Linked DNA regions of Mus musculus: all the other regions are linked to region 6. Evidence: chromatin contacts called from public HiChIP or PLAC-seq and promoter capture Hi-C data. All regions are on one chromosome and are shown on one strand. The core of a region is the stretch at or near the end of the contact, and the rest is flanking DNA. Distances in the headings are between cores, read along the strand shown. Region 1 holds the start of Spata2 (spermatogenesis associated 2). Region 2 overlaps Gm30320 (a long non-coding RNA gene). Region 3 overlaps Sulf2 (sulfatase 2). Region 4 overlaps Sulf2 (sulfatase 2). Region 5 holds the start of Sulf2 (sulfatase 2). Region 6 holds the start of Arfgef2 (ADP-ribosylation factor guanine nucleotide-exchange factor 2 (brefeldin A-inhibited)). Region 7 overlaps Ncoa3 (nuclear receptor coactivator 3).

Region 1 (2,700 bases), core at 180-2,679, 690 kb before region 6:
TGAACTAAGGACCTTCCAAAGAGCAGTCATTGCTCTTAACCACTGAGCCATCTCTCCGGCCAACTAAGCAGTTTCTTTTCTTTTCTTTTCTTTTTTTTTTTTTCTTTTTGGTTTTTTTGAGACAGGGTTTCTCTGTATAGCCGTGGCTGTCCTGGAACTCACTCTGTAGACCAGGCTGGCCTCGAACTCAGAGATCTGCCTGCCTCTGCCTCCCAAGTGCTGGGATTAAAGGCATGCACCACCACTGCCTGGCTAGCAGTTTCTATGTAATTCATTCTGGCTACATCTCACCAGGGAGCTGGTATTATTATTGTTGTTGTTGCTATTGCTTTTAGCAGGTATTATGATGCAGGTCAGAGACTAAGTGGCAAGATCAAGGACACACTGCTAGTAGCCAGTTAAGTCCACACTGGGTGTCTCCCCACCCTCTTTTTTTCCTTGTTTGGAATGGAACCCAGGAAATACACACAATCTAGACAAGGGTTCTAGGACTGGGCTGCAGCTCCAACCTTTTATTTATTTATTTATTTTTTTGAGGGAGGAGCTCGATAAGTTACTCACCCTAGCTTTAAACTCACACTCCTCCTGACTCAGCTTTCCAAATAGTTAGGATTACAGAACCACACAGTGAGGTCGTCTATGAATTAATAGGAATCTACTATTTCCATTAATAATAATAATGCCCAGTTATTACTTGAGAAAGAGTTTCCCTATGTAGCAATTTCCTTTTACCTATATGAGCATGTTGCCTGAATCTACCTATGTGCATCACGTACATGCCAGATAACCGTGGAGGTGAGAGGTCAGATCCGCTGGTACTGGTGTTAATGGATGGTTGTAACCCGCCACGTGGGTGCTGGGAACGGAACCCAGGTACTCTGCAAGCAACAAGTGCAAACTGCAGAGCCCTCTCCTAAGCCTTTTTGACCCCGCCACCCCACCCCACCGGCATCCTTAACCTCCATAGCCAGCAGTAACACCCAAGGCCCTCTCCAGTCTCGCATGACCTCCGTCGTTCCTTCATTGAAATGGGATCGCAGGTCTTCCTGTCAGTCCGGGCTCTCCAGCACTGTCCTGACCAAGGGGAAGTTGATGAGGTGAAAAAAAACCCCAAGAAAACAAAAACCAATCTCCCCGCTCGCTCAGCAACCTGTTTCCATGACAACCCGGCCAGCCAGCGTCGGTGAAGCTCCGCGCGTCACTTCCAGTTAATTTGCTTCCGGGTTCCGCTCGTGCCTCCCCGCGGTCCCTAGGAGTGAGGTCCGGTTCTACGGAGAAGCGCTTGCCCTCCGCCTACTGCCGCCGCCTCTCCGTTCCTCGCGTACACCAGCTCGCCACAGGCTTCCGCCGCTCACGCCTGGGCCCAGCGCGCAGCCGCGATCCAGCCTTCCTCAGGGCCCGCCTTCGTGCGTCACTTCCGGAACAAATACTTCCGGGCTGCTTTTGCCCCCGGTACTGTTCTCGGTTCCCGGAGCCGGCGGGAGCGGCCGGGCCGTGTGGGCCTGTGCTTTGGAGGCGCTCGCTTTCCTGGCAGGCAGCGGTGGGTGAGTGCGGGTGGGGCAGGAGGGTGGACCCCTGCGCGCGCTGTCACCGGCCAGGCCCTCGGCTCTGTCCCGCGGCCGCGGCGGCTCCGGGCGGCTGGTCGCAGCACTGGCTCCCCGGTGATGGCACACGCGCCCCCGGCGCCCCCGGCGCCCCCGGGGGCAGGCACCGCGCTATGGCTCTCAGTAGGGAGGGGAGGCTGATCTAGCTTTGGATTTACCGAGTGACCTTGGCTGAGTCGCTCTGCTTCGGGATCCTTGGTCTCCCGGTCTATGGAGGAGGGACGCGGCGGCCTTCCGGGCCCGCGGTGGGCGTGGAAAGAGGACCCGGGTGTTGCACGGTGTCGGGGTGCAGCAGCGATGTTATGACAGGTCCCGGTATTTCAGTGACAGACGGAGGGGCGTTTGCGAGAGCTTGCCCAGTTTGTGCGATGCCCTGGGTTCTGACCCTAGTCCCCAGCACCACCGACAAAAGACACCACCAGTGGGAACTCCTTCCTTTGAGCTTGGGCGTTTTCCCCGCTGCCATGTCGGTCAGAGGAAGACGGCTCGCAGAGCTTGGAGTAGCCGCCACAGGTTTACATTCCCTGTAGAGAGGGGACTTGGCTCCCTTCAGAACCGAGAGAGGCTCTCCGGGGAGGGAAGCCAGGCTCCAGCACAGCCAAGGTTGTTTTCAGAGCTTTGGAAGGCCCCGGTGGCAGTGTTTCTGTAGGCTAGTAGGGGTGTAGGGCCCTTGTATTGTTTTACAGCCAGTAGGAGATGCCAGGGGTGGATCTGGGAGCCTCTTGCTTAGAATGAATGCATAGAGGTTGGGAGGAGGGAACGGTGGTAGAGCCACATCCCTGATCCTGTGTGGAGACTGAAGCTGGATCAGGGATGTGTAAACATGTAGTTGGAGAACTGGGACCCAAATAGCATGTGCCAGTATAGAGAGGGAATGCATTTCAGCGTTGCCACGGGGCTTATTTTTCTTGAGTGGGCCAGCAAAGATAAAGGTGAACCATTGCTCTCCTTCCCGGATTATTTTGGTTCTGTTTAGCTGAATTTTAAATGCGTTCAGCTTTCCACACTGGGTCCTGGCGACTGTGCGCCAGCCTCGTCTTCACTGAATTGCTTTACAAAGGGGCCCAGATAAGTGCAGGAGGTGCCACCCAGAGCC
Region 2 (2,700 bases), core at 6-2,505, 620 kb after region 6:
CAAGACTGGTTGGCCAGCGAGCCTCCTGTCCACACCTCCCGCACTGGGGCTACCCACGCATGCCACCACACCCAGCTTTCTTATGTGGGCTCTGGAACTCAAGTCCTTAAGCTTAACCGCCTCCTCAGCCCCTCTAAGGACCTTTTAAATAAAATTGATAGCAGCCAGCCTTTCTTGATCCCTGTCCCTTCGACTCCATGTCCCTTCCCACACAACGCAGATTTGATGTACAGGGGTGGGGATGTTTGGTTAGGAAGGGAATGTGGGGCCAGTGGCCACGTGAGCAAGCCCAGAGTCTGTCCTTCCATGGCACTTACAAGAACACCCTCAAGGCCTGCAGCTGCTCCCTGCTGCTAGCCCGCAATGGATCTGGAGCCCCCAAACCATTCAGGAAGTGCCCGAATCCAACCCTTAGAAACTGGAGGCAACAAAGGCTTGTGTGAGCCATGAACATTGGAAGGATGGGGGACTTTGTTACACAGCCAAAGCTGACTGCTACAAAGCCCACACCCGCTTCACACTCCTATGTGTCTAGAAATATTCAGGGCACGATCTACAGCCCAGCTCCCATTACCTTCCTTCGGCATCCCCACCCTGAGGCATGCCCACTCTCTGCCCTCAACAAGCCTTCAGAATGGTCCCATTTTCCAGCCTGAGCACCAGTCCAAGAGAAGGGGGGATCCTAACCAATTAGCCCAAGTTTCCATGAGCTCTGTCTGTCTCAGCCCAGAAGGTCATATGTCCATGAAGCACCCAGCCACAGTCTGAGATGCAATGAGATCCACCCTGCAGAGATTGTTTTATGGAGATTTCTGTTCAATGTCAGACCAGCTTCTGTCTTTTCAATCTTCCAGACTGCTAAAGGATGTGAAATCTTTGCCTCTGACCACTTCCTCATCCAGGCCCATATGGAGAAGTGAAAGGACTTTTTGGGACTCTTTCTTGCTTGTTCCTTTAGAAGGAACAAGTGTTTGTGTGCCCTTTATTCCGACTATGGGCATAAGAATGTCTGCCTTTCCCTGCAACCAACACATCCTATCCCAGCAAACATGAACTGTTGTCAGGGACACGAGGAACCCGACTCCATGTCTTCTGAGAACTCCAAACAGCCTGGCTGTGTACAGTCACACTGTCAGTAGAAACAGAAACCATAGAAATGGGGTAAGCACACCCCACGAGGCATCAGAAAGGGGTGCAGACTATAGTGTGGGTGGGGCCGGTGGGGGAGGAGTTTGGAGCATGGAGCAACAGAATGGAAACTGGAAAGCTGCCAAGGAAACTATGGCAGAGAGAGCCAGAAAGCACCCGGGACGTTTGCTCAGGACTGGAGGGAGCGAGGCGTCATTAAGCTGACTTGCCTGGGCTTCCACGAGACAATGGGATTCATTTAATGAGAGAGGCCCCGGCATGGCAGAAATCTAAATTAATCCTTTGCTCGGCAGTTCACAGGGGAAGATGAGGAAGAAGTTGTCTTTAGAAATCACAACACTTTTTCCACCACCAAGGTAAAAACTCAGAGAGGAAAGAGAATGGGATAGGCACAAACAAACTTTCAAAACTGGCCCTGTCCTGTGCTTCCAGCCTGGCTGCTCCTCCAGGGCCTGCCTCTGGAGTTCTCTGGGGAAAACTGTCTCTGGGCCCCATGAGACTTCTCTCCCTTGCTGCTGCTGGCCTTAGCCCTCAAACTCTCAGTTCAACTGGCTAACTCCCTGGCTGGGTTTTCTTCTGGTGATTAAAAACACAGAAGTCAATCTTTTCCAGATGCCTGTGGTCGCTTTCCTGTGCTTTGGGGCTTCTGTTACCAGGCAGAGTAGACTCGAGATGAAATTGAAACCTGCCAACACAGGCAGGTCCCCCTCTCAAAGACTCATAAAAAAACGGGTGCGAGGAATACTCAAAACAGCTGGGACGGGCAAATGGCTTCTAGAAGCCCTGCTTCTGTGTGTTAGGAAGGAGGATGGGCCCATCCCTTGGAGAGTCTGATGGTCTCTGTTTGCTGTGATGTGATTTCTCCCAGGGCAGGCTGGGGTGTACACACCCATCCTATAAGCTGGGAGCTTTTATTATCTGTCTTATACACAATACTTGCTGCCCACAGTGCTATTTTGACCAAAGACAGGAAAGTAATTTTCCGAAAGTGAGCCACCAGCCCCCCTAAGGGTATCAACTTCAGTCCTGAATGGCTCAGCTCCTGGTTTCTTGCCTTGACCAGGCCTCCAAAGACAGAGTCTAGGCCAATCCCTCCCACTCCCCTCCCCCAGGTTGTTGCTCTGGGCAACATCTTCTCAGGCAGGCCTCTCTTGACCTCTGCACTCTGCATCCCTGACAGCTGGCCTCCAAGGGAACCAAAAGCTCAGATTTCTTCTGTTATAATAGGACTTCAGGCATAAATCCACTCTTCTGAAATTTCATTTCGGCTCTGCATAAACCCAGAGGGAAGCAGCTACACATAGCCATTAGGAAATATGTGTGTAGCTCGGCTGGTAGAGCGCTTGCCTGACTTTTGCAAAACCTCCCTCAGCAAAAGCCCAGCATGGTGGCACACACCTGTCACCCAGCACTAGAGAGGTGCAGACATCAGGACCAAGAGTTCAAGGTCATCCTTAGCCACTTAGCAAGCTTAAGGGCAGCCTTTAGAGGGCTGAGAACCTGTATAGAAAGGAAGGAAGGAAGGAAGGAAGGAAGGAAGGAAGGAAGGAA
Region 3 (2,700 bases), core at 174-2,673, 720 kb after region 6:
GCTGTCTGCCGTCTGCTCTTTCCTCAAGGACCGTGTGGGCCATGGCCTTAGCCGTTCTCCTTGGCCTAACCTTTGAAGTGGCAACCGGAAACAGAACCGCTTAGAGGAGGCAGAGTTGAATGAAAGGCTGGCAATCGCGGCCGCCTCATCTCTGTAGCAGCTGGGGGGCTGGGGGAGGGGGGGTCAAAGTCCAGTCAGGTATATCCAGAGGGAGGACTGGGACTTGCACAGCCCATCTTCCACGCCAGCAAGGGAGAGAGGCAGGAGGATACCGCCAGTGAGACCGCTGAACATCTGTCCACAGAACAGCTGGAGCGCCAACCCATCCCTCATAGTCTTTGCCGGGCCCCTCTCACATGGGTGGCTACTGAGTGGATCACCCTAATGTGATCCCAGGAGTGGGGTCCCCAAGCCTATGGGGCTTGTCACCAGACTCCTTGTTAAGAGCTAAAAGCGACACACGGCTGCCTCGAGGAAAATCATTCTGGGTCGAGTATAACAGGTGCTCAGAGGCCAGACTGTGCGTGCCCAGCCAGCAAGAACCAACAAGAGGGCGGGCATGAACCCTAGAGGCAGAGGAGGATAGTATTAGGGCATGTAACCTTGACAGTGCAGCACCGGACGGTCCGGCTGGAACTGGCCTCCCTACGGGTCAGAGTGTCAGGATGGAAGCTCTCTCATTTGCAGATGTCCCTCCCTCTTCACCTCCAGATGCCTCTGTCCCAAGCTAAGCTGCCACCCAGGTGGCCAAGTTTCCACTCCCTCTCTGTTCCCCAGGAACCCCCACATTGTCCTCAACATTGACCTGGCCCCCACCATACTGGATATCGCTGGACTGGACATCCCTGCAGACATGGACGGGAAGTCTATTCTCAAACTACTGGACTCAGAGCGGCCAGTGAACCGGTGAGAAGGAGCAAGAGAGACCCAGGGAAGGAGGCTCCCTAGCCAGGGGGAACTCAACCACGGGGAACTGGGAAGGCCACTGGAATCAGGATCTAGGTGCCCCCCACTAACCCATGAGAGATTGAAGGACCAGCCCTCTCTGGGATTCTATCCTCCCATTTGGAGCTAAGGACCTTCCAAAGCTAAAAGGATGAAAAGCCCAAAGTTAACAGTAGCACTGTGCTGTGCCCCGGGCACTCCAGCACGTTGGCCCTCATAGTAACCCAGTAAAGGAAAGTTGTGTTCTCTGAATCCTAGAGAGATAGAGGATAACCAAGAAGTCAGACTCTTCGTCACAATGGCTATGACTTTTGTGGCCCTATTGATGGGTGGTGGGACTGACCGGGAGTGTGTTCCAGGTGTCCTGGGTGGCTGAAGGAAGCAGCAATGAAATGGGGAAAACAAAACAAGGAAGGTGGAAAGGAAGGTGGCTAGAGATGAGGAACCAGAAAGGCAGGAGCGACCCCTTGTGGTCAACAGTGAAACTGCCCCCTGGATAACAGATCTTTCTGTGAGCCTCTCCTAGACTTTCCTCCCAGGGGGCCCAGCCCTGAGATCTACAGGTGGCTGGTGGCCCTGTAAGGTCGGTACATCTTCCAACGAAGGGGGCTGGAAGGGTCTAAAATGGACACATGCAGAGTGTAGGGGCACAGGACACTTGAGAATCGGGGACCACAAGGGGTCGCTCCTGCCTTTCTGGTTCCTCATCTCTAGCCACCTTCCTTTCCACCTTCCTTTCTGTTTTTTTTTTTTTGTTTTTTTTTTTCCCCCATTTCATTGCTGCTTCCTTCAGCCACCCAGGACACCTGGAACACACTCCCGGTCAGTCCCACCACCCATCAATAGGGCCACAAAAGTCATAGCCATTGTGACGAAGAGTCTGACTTCTTGGTTATCTCATAGATCAGGAGAAATGACCCCCTGCAGGCACTCATTAGCCCAGAACTGGGCTCCTGAGAGACTCCAAAACTCACACACAAACACACACACACACGTGCAAATGCCCATGTAACTGTACCCATTTCAACCACAAAGAGGCATTCAGAACACATCTTGGAGAAGCAGCCCTGTCCCTGGGGTGTGGAAACCTTTCCAGTGTCACTCAATGACTGCCACTTGGCCCAGGGTATGGAGAACCTGTGGACAGGGCTGGGGACACGGGAACCCGGCAGACAGGATGCTGGACCTGCTTGTTTTCTAGGTTCCACTTGAAAAAGAAGCTGAGGGTCTGGCGAGACTCCTTCCTGGTGGAGAGAGGGTGAGTGCCGGCCGGGCAGGAAGACCCCCATGAGGAGTGGTCACAAGACTGTGGGAGGCTGAATAGTGCTGTGCTAGTGACTGGGTGACTCAGAGCTGTGTCCAAATTCCCTGTCACAATTGGGTGGCTCATGCAGAATTCGAATCTGGAGGCCACATGTCCCCATTCAACATACTTGGCAGAGCCTGTACGATGTCATCACTGTTCATTTAATCCTAACTCAGGCCATCTGGGATAGACAGCTCCTGTAGACTTCCCATTAAAACCCAGGTGCTCTCAAGCCACCAGCCACCCATCCTCCACAGTAGGTCTCCACAGAGCTATGCAGGGCCGGCAGCCTAGGCAAGCACAAGTTGCCCCAGGGCTCCACCCAGTTCAACCAGCCCCGCATCTCCCTCAGCAAACTGCTCCACAAGAGGGAGGGTGACAAAGTGAATGCCCAGGAGGAGAACTTCCTGCCCAAGTACCAGCGCGTGAAGGACCTGTGTCAGCGAGCT
Region 4 (2,700 bases), core at 97-2,596, 670 kb after region 6:
ACATGCCCACCTCTGGGCCAGTCACTGGAGCCAAAGATGAGAGATGTTCATTGGCTCTAACTGTGTCCGTGGACCTTGCTGCTGCAGCCACACTGAGCCACAAGTGGCCTCTGGGCACAGTGGAGGGCTGTTACTAGGAGACAGATGGGAGAATATTCTATGCTACATCAGGAACAAACCTGAGCACCCACTGGTGTTGGGGACACAGGAAGGGAGAAAACTCACTGACAGAGATCTGTGCCTTCCGGGAGGTGACATTCTGGCAGGGAGATTGGCAGGTAGACTAACAAGTGGCTGAGGTGGCCAGTGCTTCAATCTCATTGTGCAAAGCTGAGATGTGAGCAAAGTCTGGGTGGAAGGGGCTGGGAAGATATCCCAATGAGTGGCCAGTGCAAAGGTCCTGGGGTGGAGACATTCCAGGCATATACAGAGAGAGAATGCAAAGAAGGGTTGAGTCTAGGGTGAGATTGTGAAGGGTCTTGTCTTTGTGCCCTTTGGGGACTCTGTGGTTTTACCCTGGGTGGGGTAGACCCTTGGAGGCTTTTCAGTAAGAACAGGCCTTGGTTTTTCTTTAGTGGAATTCTGGCTGCTTGGTGAGAGAAGTGGAACCCACTAGGGGTTGTGTCACCCATCCTGGGGGGGTGGGGGGGACACTCCTGCCACCAAATACCTTACTTCATATCCAGGTGGTCCCAGTCTGTGGCAGGACTCTGCTCGCAGCTCATGGTATCTCTGTGTACCCCAGACTAGTCCTTCCTCGGCTCCGACCCCGTCAGCTGCATGGTCCTTCCTGTACTCTCTACCCTTCTTGTGGGACTTGGAGACCCCCAGAGGAAAACAGCCATTCCAGGTATCCTGAATGAGACCCTGAGGATTCCCCATAGCTAACTCCGTGGGCCAGGAATCTCCAGCCACACCAAGACCTGCCCCCACGTAGAGTGGCACATAGATGCAGAAGTGTAGCGGTGTCTTCACACTCTTGGGACTTTAGGTGTCTCCAGAGATACTTTGCAAGGCTGTGGGGAGCCTTTGCCAAGTCCAGTGAGAAGAGAAAGGGCTAGACAGGCTTTGAAATGAGCTGATGAGGGAGGCGGTGTGCACAGTGGTGGATAGGATGCTCTGAGACAGACAGCACCCGGTCCAGAGGCATTCTGTGCAACGATTTTGAATCTTCTTACCAAGAAGGAGAAAGCAGAATGTCTCCTGTCGTTGTTAATTGATTTCTTCTGTGTCCAGAGAGAAGCTGGCACAGAGCCAGAAGTCATCAGGGTGGGGCTTGGGGGGGACTCATCAAAAATCGACCCACGGATAGCTCGGGCTGACAGATAATTAGCCCCTCTCATGCCACAGCTCTGCGTTGCGGAACTCAGCCTCTATCCGGGGCAGGAAGGGCTCCTTGAGACCAGCATGCAGAGCCAGGGCTGGGATTGGAGCCCAGCAGATGACATCTGCCTCTGCCCCACCCCCATCCCTATCACTGTGATAGCTAAAGAGGTTCCGGGAGGGTACCTGCCCACCTGCTGCCTTTTGGGGCAGGAAAGACTGCGGCTAGAATGGAAGCCTCTTAAGAACCAGCTTATAGACCTGCTTATGGGCTTCCATCGTGCCAGCCAAATCCAGTCTGGGTCTGAACCTTGCCTGCCCAGAACCTACAGTCCTGGGAAAGTGATTTTAGCGATCCGAGTGGGCATGACGTCATCACTAGGCAGTTCTGCGCTTTAGATGGGCTGATAGCTGTGAAGTGCTCAGAGGGAGAGTCACCCAGGGCCTTACAAGCTGGGATCGCAGGAGTGTTTGCTTACATGAGTCCTGGCTGCAAAGCTGCCACTGGAGGCCCTGAGGAGCAGCCTGTGGGAATTCCCTCGGGACTGTCTTACTTCTACTTCTGGGACATTCAGTGTATCTACATTGGTGCTTCTGGAGGGGCCCTTGGCCTCTTGATAAGTGTACTTTTGGGGGGATGACCCTAATTTGGAGTAGTTCAGGGGCCAGCACCATGGTGAGGGAATCTCTCTGTTCATGCGAGCCTCCTGTTCCCTCCAGACTGGGTGGCAGTGTGCATTGGTTTCTGGCATCGGCTGGTATCCTCACTCAGGAGAACAGTGTTTGAAAGGGCCCTCCTGCAGTGCACAGGGAGGCCGCCAGCTTTCTTTAGCTCCATGGGAGCCACTCTACACCCTCACACTGGGGAAAAGAGGTTCCCAATTCAGAGTGTGTATTTGTTTGTTTATTTATCGTGGTGGTAGATGCTGTGACTCCGACAGGCTTCAAGCTTGTAAGTCTCCTGTCTCAGCTTCCGGAGCGCTGTGATGGCATTGTTACCTCACCTGCCATTTAAAATGTGTCTGAAGATGTCGTGGATTAAGGTGACGCCCAGTTGTGGGCTTGCCTAGCTTGTGCCTACCCTGAGTTTGATCCCTGGCATAGCATAAGCCATGGTGGTGCACCCCTGTAATCTCAGTACCCAATAGTGGAGGTGAGGTCATTCCCGGCTACATGGCAAGTTCAAGGCCACACTGAGAGCTTGTCCCCAAAACAACAGAAAAGAGTGGGTTAAGCAAGGAAAGGGATAGGAAGGTGACAGGAATGGGGACTGTGGCGTTGGATTGAAGAAGTTGGGGGACAGAGTTGGGGCCAGGAGAGACACCAGGCAGTCAGGAGGGCAAGGTTCAGGTGCTCCCTGTAGTCCTCTCTGGGTGC
Region 5 (2,700 bases), core at 122-2,621, 650 kb after region 6:
AGCTCTCCATTTGGCCACAGAACCTGCTGTTCTTCCTGGGAGGAGAACCCCAAGCCAGGATGGGTATAGCATGTAAAGTTACCTGTTGCAGAAAAAGAGAAGGATACAAAAAGATCAAGTGTATACATTGTTGTTGCTTCGTGTGCTTCTGAGACAGTATCACTATATAGAAAGTTTGACTTTGGGTGATCCTCCTGCCTCAGCCTTCCCAGTGCAGGCATCACAGATGTGGGCCACGAGAATACTGTCTGAGTTGACCCTATAAGGATATATAAATTAATCAATTTAATTATTCAATTAAATGTCTGGGATGTTGAAACTGATTACACCTGCTTTTCTATCTGTTTTATTGGTTTATTTTCTGAGATTTTTTTCCTTTTGTTTTGTTTTGTTTTGTTTTGTTTTGTTTTAATAGGGTCTCCTGGACCTCCAACTGGTCTTAATCACCCTGTGTGTAGATAAGGGTGACCTTGAATTTTTTATTTTCCTGCCTTTGCCTCCCAAGAGCTGGGATTGCAGGCGTGCACCAGCACTGTACATTTGATGTTTGTTTGTGTGTTTGTGCTTTCTAATGAAGTTCTCAGAATCTCAAGGATGGGAGCCCTCTGCCCCAAGCATCCAATGAACAGCGCTGCAGGGGCCCAGCCCCTTCTCATGCAGCACTGAGACTGGAATGCCTGGGGGTGGGGTGGAGGGTGGGGGGGGGGGTTCATGAAAGCGAATACTCACGCCTAACATCCTGTATCCAGCCAGGACTCTACACTAGCCAAAGGTGGGGCTTGCCCCCGGCTTAGGAAAGCAAGTTCAGGGTTAGTACAACGACTGTATGGGCGGAGTCGAGAGCCCCCCACGCAGTCCAGACAACCCGCTTGAATTTTAGATAAACAGCGAGGACGTGATTTTAGTGCATCTCCATCGGTGCCCTGTTATTTTTACTACGTGAATTTGACAAACGCTATCCATCAGAAAACTAGAAAAATCCCACCAGGGGAAGGAGGATCTTGAAAATAAGCGCAGCCTGGGGGGTCAGATACAACTCCGGAGCTCAGCTTCTTGGGTTCAGATCCTGATCCAACTATCTGACCTTGGGCCAATAACTTAACGGCTCTGTCTTGATTTCAGTATCTATAAATGGATGAACATCTTGGAAGACTTTCAGGGGTTACGTTTCCATCCGAGGCCCGCCCCGTTCCACCGCAGGGTCGATAACCCCCTAGCACATCAGCTGTACTTTCTGAAGCTACTGGTGGGCTCTGTGAGGCTCTTCACCCACCCTTGGCAGCCAGGGCCCCCTCAAGCCTCTGGTGGCTTCGGGGACGGCAGAAACCGCGCAGACAGCACCACCTGGAGTCAGAGTTCTCCCTTTACCAAGGGAACCGGCCTCCCCTTTCTTTCCCATTCCCGGCCCATGTCTGGGCAACGCTTCTGCTTTCGCTTGAGCTCAACTTAATTTCTCAGAGAGCTTCGGAGACGCGTGGGAAGGTCCCAGGCGCGTGGGCAGTTCCTCCCGCGATCTAGCTTGGGGATCGGCCCGAGCCGGCGTCTCCAATGGCAAGTGTGTGCGTGTGTGTTTAGAGGCGAGCGCGGGGCTTTCAGCTAAGGCTGCCGGGTGTTTGCAAACCAGGGCGAGCCCCTGTGAAAGCGGATAAAAGAAAACATTTATTAACGTGTCATTACGAGGGGCAGCGCCGGGCCGGGGCTGTCGCACGCCTCAGGGAACACTTGGCTCCTCGCTGCTGGGAGGGAGGAGGACGAAAAAGCGGAAAGAGGCTGGATTCTCTGCGCGCCAGCCCGGGGGCCTGATCCATGGCCCTCGCGACTTCGCGCCGGTGTCTGGTGGACTAAGAGATGCGCCCCCGGTCCGAGTGGCACACACGCGCGCACACACGCACGCGCGGTCCCGGCTCGCCGGCAGCTCCCTGCTCAGCGCACATCAGCCTCAACTCCGCGCCCAGGGCGAGCGGGAGCGGGTGCGGGTGAGTGCGCCCCGGGCCCGCGAGGGTGCGCGCTCGGCGGCGGGAGCGCGGCCGGCCACCGGCTCGGCAGGCAGCAGGCCGGGAGCCGCCGGGACTTCGGGCCGGGGCGCGGGGCGGCCGCGGCGGCGGAGGTGAGGAGCGATGGCTGAATCGCCGGGTCCCCGGCGGGGCGGGAGGCGGCTGGGTCCTGGGTCCTGGCGCGCGCGGAGGCCGGGGCGGGCGGGGCGAAGCAGAAGCCGGGATGCCGCGGAGGCGGCTGGAGCAGCGGCAAGGCAGAGTCCCCTACGCCCCGCGGCCCGGCCCGGCTGCGGCAGAGACGCGGTGAGGCCGCGGGGGCCGCGCGGTGAGTGGGGCGCGGGGCCGGGCCCGGATCACAGATTCCAGGGCGAGCACGGTTCAGGTGAGCCCAGCCGGTCCCCGCTGCCCGGCTCAGGGAGGGTGTTACCCGGAGGTTTAGGTACCGGCCGGCCTCAGTGGGGCTGACCGATTTGACCCCGTCTGCAAGGCTGGGCGGCTAGGGGAGGACTTCCCGCGCCCCGGTGGTTCCCGGGGAAGGGCGCGTGGACCCGCGGGCTGCAGGAGCATGGCCCGGTTGACCCCTTGAGGTTTAGATCCAGAGGGCCAGCTAGAAGCCAGACCACGTGTGGCTTGTCCGGGCAGGACCCGAGCAAGCAGGGACTAGGAACTCGCAGAACGGAGGACAAATGAAATCGTAAAACTTCTC
Region 6 (2,700 bases), core at 178-2,677:
GGAGAAGAGTGACTAACAGAAACTCAGCCCTTCTGTTTACTCAACCTTTTAGGACAACAGGCCTTTTAACCAAATCCCATGGATTGCACAGGGCGATGAATTCACAGGGAGACAGCTCTGGTCAAATGTCCTGACGCTCTCCGTCCACAACTTTTTTCCTCTTGAACCTCCACACAGTCGACATTTCTTACCTTTCAGACCTGGGCTCAAATGTCACACTTTCAGACAAGACTACTTTCCTGACCATCCAACCTAAAGCAGACCTCAGGTCCTCTGTATCACTTAAGTCTTTTTTCTGACAGCAGTACTTATTAGTACTGTTTTGTCTGCTCTATCAGAACCTAAGAAGATCCACAGGGACAAAGGATTCCATTTCTCCTTCATAGACATCTCCTCAGTACCTGCTACACAGGCTCTCGAGAAGTAACTAAAGATAGGAGACTGATGTTGGTGTCAACTACCGAGCTTTTACCTAGTTAGGAGCTAGAGACTTCTGTCTTTCCACAATCCATGGATCCATTCAACCAGCAAATATTTACTGAGCAACTACTGTGTGCGAAGCACTGTCATAAATGCACAGGACACCGCATTGAAGCAATCAGACAAGTATCTTTGCTCTACAGAACCTTTATTTTAGGGACCCGCCCTAAAATGAGTAGAAGTCGTACACGCTGTCCAATGCCTGAAATATAGATCATCTTACATCCCTTCCAGGCGAAGCGCCCTGGGAACCCCAATGTTCTCCAGTGAGACATTTCCCAAACAAGCCTCCGGGGTTCCTCGGCACCAACCGGGCAGCTCTCTGACCTGCTCTGATCGCTCCCGTGGGAGAGCCCCCAACCAGCATAGTGGCGCTGAAGGAAAAACTTAAGATCGAGAGCTACTGCTTCAGAGGACTTGGAGATGGTGAGGGGAGGAACCAGGAAACGGGACAAGGAGTCGTGGCAAGGGCCCCAGGCAGGGAAGCTGGAAAACCAGCCGTGGCTGTCACCAACTTGCTAGGTGACCTTGGGCCAGTCTCGGCCGCCCCAACACCAGCTCCCACGGGGACAGCGAGCGGAAGAGGACGGGAGGGTGGGATTCGGGCTGGGAGGAGTGGAGGGCAGCAGGCCCGGAGGGTAACGGCCGGCGTGGGGAAGCCGGCGCGGGCCAGGCCGGGGTGGCTCACTCACCGAGCGCCACCTGGCAGGCCCTACGCAGCTGGGAGTGCTGGGGCCGCTTCACCTCCTTGTCAGCTAGGATCTTCTCCAGGGCCCGGGACACGAACATGCTCTTGGTCTGGCTTTCCTGCATGGCCCCGGCCTGCGGGGGCCGGCGACCCCGCGAGCCGGCGGTGCGAGCGAGCAGGAGAGCGAGGCTGAGGGCCCGGCGACCCGGCCGGCACCGGCCGCGTCCGTGCGCGCCGCCCTGTCAGGAAGAGACGCCCCGGCCCCACGGCGCCGCCAAGTTGCAGCGCGTCACGTGACCACGTGACTGGCGGTGTCGCTGCGTCTGCTGAGCGTCGGTCGACCCTGTGACCCCAAGGGTGGGGGGCCGGCCGGGAGGCGGAGCCAGAGTGGGGTGGAGTTCTGTGGGTGGGGCGGGTGGGCGGGGCAGTAGACCTGTGGTGGGGCGTGGTCTGTTCGGTTGGGGCGGGGCCTACGCGAGTGGTGCTGGTCCGGGCGTGTCTAAGTAGTATAACCGGGCCAGGTAGGGGAGTGATGGTCAATGACTATGAAGGGGAAGAAAATGCAGGTCAAAGCCTATAGACATGGGCAGCCCTGAAGGAAAGATGCAAGTGATCGGAGGTAGGAAGAGACTAAGAGCATGCGCTAGATATGCTGAGAAAAGCGAAAGAGGGAGTAAAGGGGAAAGAAAAAAATCGTAAAAAGAATTAGTGAGGGCTGGTGAGATAGCTCAGTGTTTAAGAGCACCGACTGCTCTTCCAAAGGTCCTGAGTTCAAATCCCAGCAACCACATGGTGGCTCACAACCACCCGTAATGAAATCTGATGCCTTCTTCTGGAGTGTCTGAAGACAGCTACAGTGTACACATAATAAATAAATAAATAAATAAATAAATAAATAAATCTTTAAAAAAAAGAATTAGTGAGAGTAATAATAGTCGAGAGAAGAGAGATGGGCAAAAGGAAGTGAATGGAATGAGAGAGGTGACAGAGAGTAGGGAAGGTCAGATGCCGGATCCAGGAAGGGCAGAGAAATCAGGGATGGAAAGGAGGCTCAGGGAAGTTAAGAACCAGGACTGAGGATGAAGCCAGAAGGGAAGAGAGAAGAGAGAGGAGGGGAGGGGAAAGAAGGGTAGGCTGGAAGGTATATTCACGGTGTCTATCTCTTCCAGATTTGTATCTCTGACAGCAAACCACACCAGCCCTGGACACAGTCCTGCTGCCACAGGAGAGAGAGCTCCTGGCGGGCCAGTTTGTAAGAAGTAATCCTTCTGTCGCTAGAGTTTTACTTGTTTGTTTTGTTTGTTGTTGTTGTTTTGATACAATCCTGATGTGTATCGCCGGCTGTCCTTGACCTTGAACTCAATGTCCTCTCTGGGATGAGGGACTGAGTTGCATATTTTACATACCAAAGCTGACCTGGCCTCCAGGTTCTCCCAGCATCCCTCAGTCCCTACCTGGCATCCCCTGCTCCCAACCCTGAACTTTCCAGCACAAGGGTTGGGCTGCCCTTCTCCTTCCTTTTCACTCAGAGG
Region 7 (2,700 bases), core at 36-2,535, 740 kb after region 6:
CTCATGTCCTTTTCTGGCCTCCACATGATACAGACATCCATGCAGATAACACACTCATAAACATTAATATATATATATATATATATATATATATATATATACACACACACACACACATATATATACATACATATATATATATAGAGAGAGAGACAGTGTGACAACCAATTCTTACAAAAACTTCAGAATTATTTAACAGGCATAGCTAAGGCCAGGCCGGGCGTGGGTCCCGCCTGGACTGGCCCCTTCTCTGCAGGGAACGTACCTGGGGCATCATGGGCCTCATCACAGCAGTGCCAGCAGGGTTCTCCATTTTCATTTCAAGTGCCTGCCGGCTCTGATTTAAAAACTGAACAGAGTTGGGTTAGTAGGTCAAGTGGAGCGTGTTAGTGAGCCCCAATCAGCTTTATACACTACCCCCACCCAGTGAGATCTCTCCAGACCCACCAAGCTAGGGAGCCACATTTAAACTGAATTGGTTCGTCGTCGTTTACATCCTGCAGAAGGAAGACAGCTCTACAGCTGAGAGCGTGCACAGTCCATCCACTGGACCAGATTCCTTTCCCAGCACCTACATGGTGGCTCAGTCACCACTGCCCCAGTTCTAGTGCACCTCACACCTCTGGCCTCTGCAGGCGTGCATGCGTGCGTGCGTGCGTGCGTGCGTGCGCGCGCAAACACGAACTGCACAGACACTATTAAAAATACAAGAAACCTTAAAAAAAAAAAAAAAATAGAAAAAAAGTTCGCAGGACAGAGTTCCTGGACAGCGACATTGGCGCCGATTCCCTGCCTCGGTGTGAGGCTTAAACAACTGCAGCAGGAATGCAGTGTCAAGTTTCTCCAGGGACTGTTGCTCAGACAATCAAAATTACTCTGACTTGATCAGACACTAGTGAGCACTTAATAGAAAGGAGGACTAAGCTATAAAATAGTACCATGCGCACAGGCACAGAGCTTCCCCAGTTCTGAGCCTGCTGCAGGGGCTGCCATAGCCTGGCTCTGGCTTCCTGGGCTCTCCTACTCAGGTGACTCACTGCCACCTGGTAACAAGCACTCACCAGCCCGTGCAACCATACAAATATGCTTTAAAGCAACTGCAGATTAAGGAAAGAGGAGGGTGTGGATTCCCTAGAACTGAGGTTAGACAGTCAGTTGCCCACAGTAGGTGCCAGGAACTGAACACGGGTCCTCTGCAAGAGCAACAAGTGTTCTTAACCACTGAGCATGCCTCCGGCCCCAAAGTGCATCAAGAAGTGATTTCCATTAAAATACTGAGTCAACAGGGGTGCTTAACGCATTGCATGCCTGCAATCCCGGCAGGAGAGGTTGAGACAGAAGTGGTTACAAGTCCCCTAGACAATCATCAAGATCTTGTCTTTAAAACAAAAAGCTGAGGAAATGCCTTCCAAGGGCCATCAAGACACACTGCTCCTCCTGCTGTCCTGTCCTGTGTCAAACAGCTCACTGTGCTGTCCTAACTGGCCTGGAACTCACTCTGTAGACCAGGCTGACCCATGGAACTCACAGAGACCTGTGCTTCTTTCTGCCTCTCAAGTGCTAGGATTAACAGCATGCACTAAGCAAGGCTCTAAGAATTAAACTGGCTTGCCTGGCTTGCTTGGAAAGTACATTTACCCACTGAGCCATTTTGCCACTGCTAATGTTATAGCAAAGAATATACATATAGAAAGATACCCAAGTTTAATACACACTCCTTATCAAGGAACTGTCTGCATAAACAAAATCTTACAGAGAAGTGAAAGCAAAAGGGATTCCTTTAGTTAGCAAAGAGTGGAGAGCCGGTGGCAAGGGCCACGGAGAGCACAGCCTAAGAGCCCCTGACAGCCCGGTCTTACCTGCTGGCCCTGTAGCCTCTGCTGAAGCTGCATTCTCAGCTGCTTCGGGGTGTTGGTCCTTGGTCTCACGAGGCCGGCTCTAGGATGCATGCCTTGCAGAGGAAAGCTGCCTTGCTGGCTAATCTGACCCATCATAGAGTTAAACGATGGTGACTGTCCCTGAAGGTTAAAGCCTCCTTGAAGGGGAGGACCCTGAGCTGGGTATGTCTGTCCATATAGTGCAGCCTTCTGATCCATCATTACTGCTGCTTCTTGGCCTTGGAAAACATCCTGTTTGGACTCCAAAGCTTGTCCCTTAAACATCAAACACAAAGGAATGGTTAGCTACACCTGAGAAAGCAACCAAAAGCAAATGCTGCAAACAAGGGAAAAAATGTAAATCAGTACATGTGACCGGTGGTGGCTCAGAACCCAGATGCCTGAAGCTGCATCTGCACTGTGTCTTGTGTACTCCTGTGTAGTTCAGAACTCATGTCTGTAGAATGGGACAACCAAGTCTCAAAAGGATGGGAGAAAATGAATGGTGATTTGGTTGAAATGTAGTAATGAATGTAGGTAATTAGATTCTCTGGTTTTCAAACATCAAAAGAAAACCAGTGTAGGGCTGGTGAGATGGCTCAGTGGGTAAGAGCGCCCGACTGCTCTTCCAAAGGTCAGGAGCTCAAATCCCAGCAACCACATGGTGGCTCACAACCATCCGTAACGAAATCTGACTCCCTCTTCTGGAGTGTCTGAGGACAGCTACAGTGTACTTAGATATAATAAATAAATAAATCTTTAAAAAAAAAAAAACAAAAGAAAACCAGTGTATTATTTTAATGTTTAATAATAAATAACTCTA

The links. Promoter capture Hi-C pulls out the DNA fragments that hold promoters and counts their contacts. HiChIP or PLAC-seq counts read pairs in DNA pulled down with a chosen protein or histone mark.
Region 1: a FOXA1 HiChIP or PLAC-seq map of pancreatic cancer cells shows a contact between it and region 6. The contact joins the promoter of Spata2 here to the promoter of Arfgef2 in region 6. A contact is called at or near these places in 2 of 39 promoter capture datasets (liver and pre-B cells) and 1 of 115 datasets of contacts at active chromatin or transcription factors (pancreatic cancer cells).
Region 2: a contact with region 6 is called in an H3K4me3 HiChIP or PLAC-seq map of stem cell-derived neural progenitor cells, with 15 read pairs. The contact joins the enhancer-like site here to the promoter of Arfgef2 in region 6. A contact is called at or near these places in 8 of 39 promoter capture datasets (the 3T3-L1 cell line, cranial neural crest, embryonic stem cells and 4 more), 5 of 115 datasets of contacts at active chromatin or transcription factors (bone marrow-derived macrophages, embryonic forebrain, embryonic stem cells and 1 more) and 3 of 9 other capture datasets (liver, macrophages and pancreatic islet).
Region 3: an H3K4me3 HiChIP or PLAC-seq map of bone marrow-derived macrophages shows a contact between it and region 6, with 5 times the contacts expected there. The contact joins the enhancer-like site here to the promoter of Arfgef2 in region 6. A contact is called at or near these places in 3 of 39 promoter capture datasets (the C10 cell line, embryonic stem cells and neural stem cells), 6 of 484 Hi-C or Micro-C datasets (the CH12 cell line, the P5424 cell line, bone marrow-derived macrophages and 3 more), 18 of 115 datasets of contacts at active chromatin or transcription factors (bone marrow-derived macrophages, cardiomyocytes, craniofacial prominence and 12 more) and 4 of 9 other capture datasets (adipose tissue, liver, macrophages and 1 more).
Region 4: a contact with region 6 is called in an H3K4me3 HiChIP or PLAC-seq map of stem cell-derived neural progenitor cells, with 4 times the contacts expected there. The contact joins the enhancer-like site here to the promoter of Arfgef2 in region 6. A contact is called at or near these places in 4 of 39 promoter capture datasets (embryonic stem cells, hippocampal neurons, liver and 1 more), 9 of 115 datasets of contacts at active chromatin or transcription factors (bone marrow-derived macrophages, cardiomyocytes, embryonic basal ganglia and 5 more) and 4 of 9 other capture datasets (adipose tissue, embryonic stem cells, liver and 1 more).
Region 5: a promoter capture Hi-C map of embryonic stem cells shows a contact between it and region 6, with 2.8 times the contacts expected there. The contact joins the promoter of Sulf2 here to the promoter of Arfgef2 in region 6. A contact is called at or near these places in 7 of 39 promoter capture datasets (the 3T3-L1 cell line, embryonic stem cells, hippocampal neurons and 2 more), 1 of 484 Hi-C or Micro-C datasets (bone marrow-derived macrophages), 17 of 115 datasets of contacts at active chromatin or transcription factors (bone marrow-derived macrophages, cardiomyocytes, embryonic basal ganglia and 5 more) and 3 of 9 other capture datasets (adipose tissue, liver and macrophages).
Region 7: a contact with region 6 is called in an H3K27ac HiChIP or PLAC-seq map of embryonic stem cells, with 5 times the contacts expected there. The contact joins the enhancer-like site here to the promoter of Arfgef2 in region 6. A contact is called at or near these places in 12 of 39 promoter capture datasets (the 3T3-L1 cell line, 3T3-L1-derived adipocytes, the C10 cell line and 7 more), 1 of 484 Hi-C or Micro-C datasets (the CH12 cell line), 11 of 115 datasets of contacts at active chromatin or transcription factors (bone marrow-derived macrophages, craniofacial prominence, embryonic basal ganglia and 7 more) and 5 of 9 other capture datasets (adipose tissue, embryonic stem cells, liver and 2 more).

What each region holds. Positions count from the first base shown.
Region 1 is chr2:167,491,603-167,494,302 of GRCm38.p6, reverse strand. It overlaps Spata2 (spermatogenesis associated 2), which reads left to right and starts at 1,429. Exons shown (of 3, transcript NM_170756.2): 1 at 1,429-1,544. It also overlaps a transcript of Rnf114 not described here.
Region 2 is chr2:166,179,481-166,182,180 of GRCm38.p6, reverse strand. The region is part of intron 3 of Gm30320 (a long non-coding RNA gene); the gene reads right to left. Among named protein-coding and RNA genes, the nearest start is that of Gm30536, 14 kb to the left of the region's middle. Within about 2 kb of position 1,255, at least 165 of the 459 cell types and tissues checked have an H3K27ac peak or open chromatin away from gene starts, as enhancers often do. A contact at or near this core is called in bone marrow-derived macrophages, embryonic forebrain, macrophages and 1 more, where this site is marked.
Region 3 is chr2:166,083,889-166,086,588 of GRCm38.p6, reverse strand. Sulf2 (sulfatase 2) reads left to right here. Exons shown (of 21, transcript NM_028072.5): 8 at 778-906; 9 at 2,147-2,203; 10 at 2,604-2,700. Among named protein-coding and RNA genes, the nearest start is that of Gm52534, 35 kb to the left of the region's middle. Within about 2 kb of position 1,423, at least 21 of the 459 cell types and tissues checked have an H3K27ac peak or open chromatin away from gene starts, as enhancers often do. A contact at or near this core is called in adipose tissue, bone marrow-derived macrophages and neural stem cells, where this site is marked.
Region 4 is chr2:166,134,962-166,137,661 of GRCm38.p6, reverse strand. The region is part of intron 1 of Sulf2 (sulfatase 2); the gene reads left to right. Among named protein-coding and RNA genes, the nearest start is that of Gm52534, 16 kb to the right of the region's middle. Within about 2 kb of position 1,346, at least 35 of the 459 cell types and tissues checked have an H3K27ac peak or open chromatin away from gene starts, as enhancers often do. A contact at or near this core is called in forebrain and stem cell-derived neural progenitor cells, where this site is marked.
Region 5 is chr2:166,154,354-166,157,053 of GRCm38.p6, reverse strand. Sulf2 (sulfatase 2) reads left to right here and starts at 1,371. Exons shown (of 21, transcript NM_028072.5): 1 at 1,371-1,551.
Region 6 is chr2:166,804,308-166,807,007 of GRCm38.p6, reverse strand. Arfgef2 (ADP-ribosylation factor guanine nucleotide-exchange factor 2 (brefeldin A-inhibited)) reads right to left here and starts at 1,427. Exons shown (of 39, transcript NM_001085495.2): 1 at 1,173-1,427. The coding sequence starts at 1,293.
Region 7 is chr2:166,065,211-166,067,910 of GRCm38.p6, reverse strand. It overlaps Ncoa3 (nuclear receptor coactivator 3), which reads right to left. Exons shown (of 23, transcript NM_008679.3): 18 at 1,860-2,153; 19 at 266-349. Among named protein-coding and RNA genes, the nearest start is that of Gm52534, 54 kb to the left of the region's middle. Within about 2 kb of position 1,285, at least 5 of the 459 cell types and tissues checked have an H3K27ac peak or open chromatin away from gene starts, as enhancers often do. A contact at or near this core is called in embryonic stem cells, where this site is marked.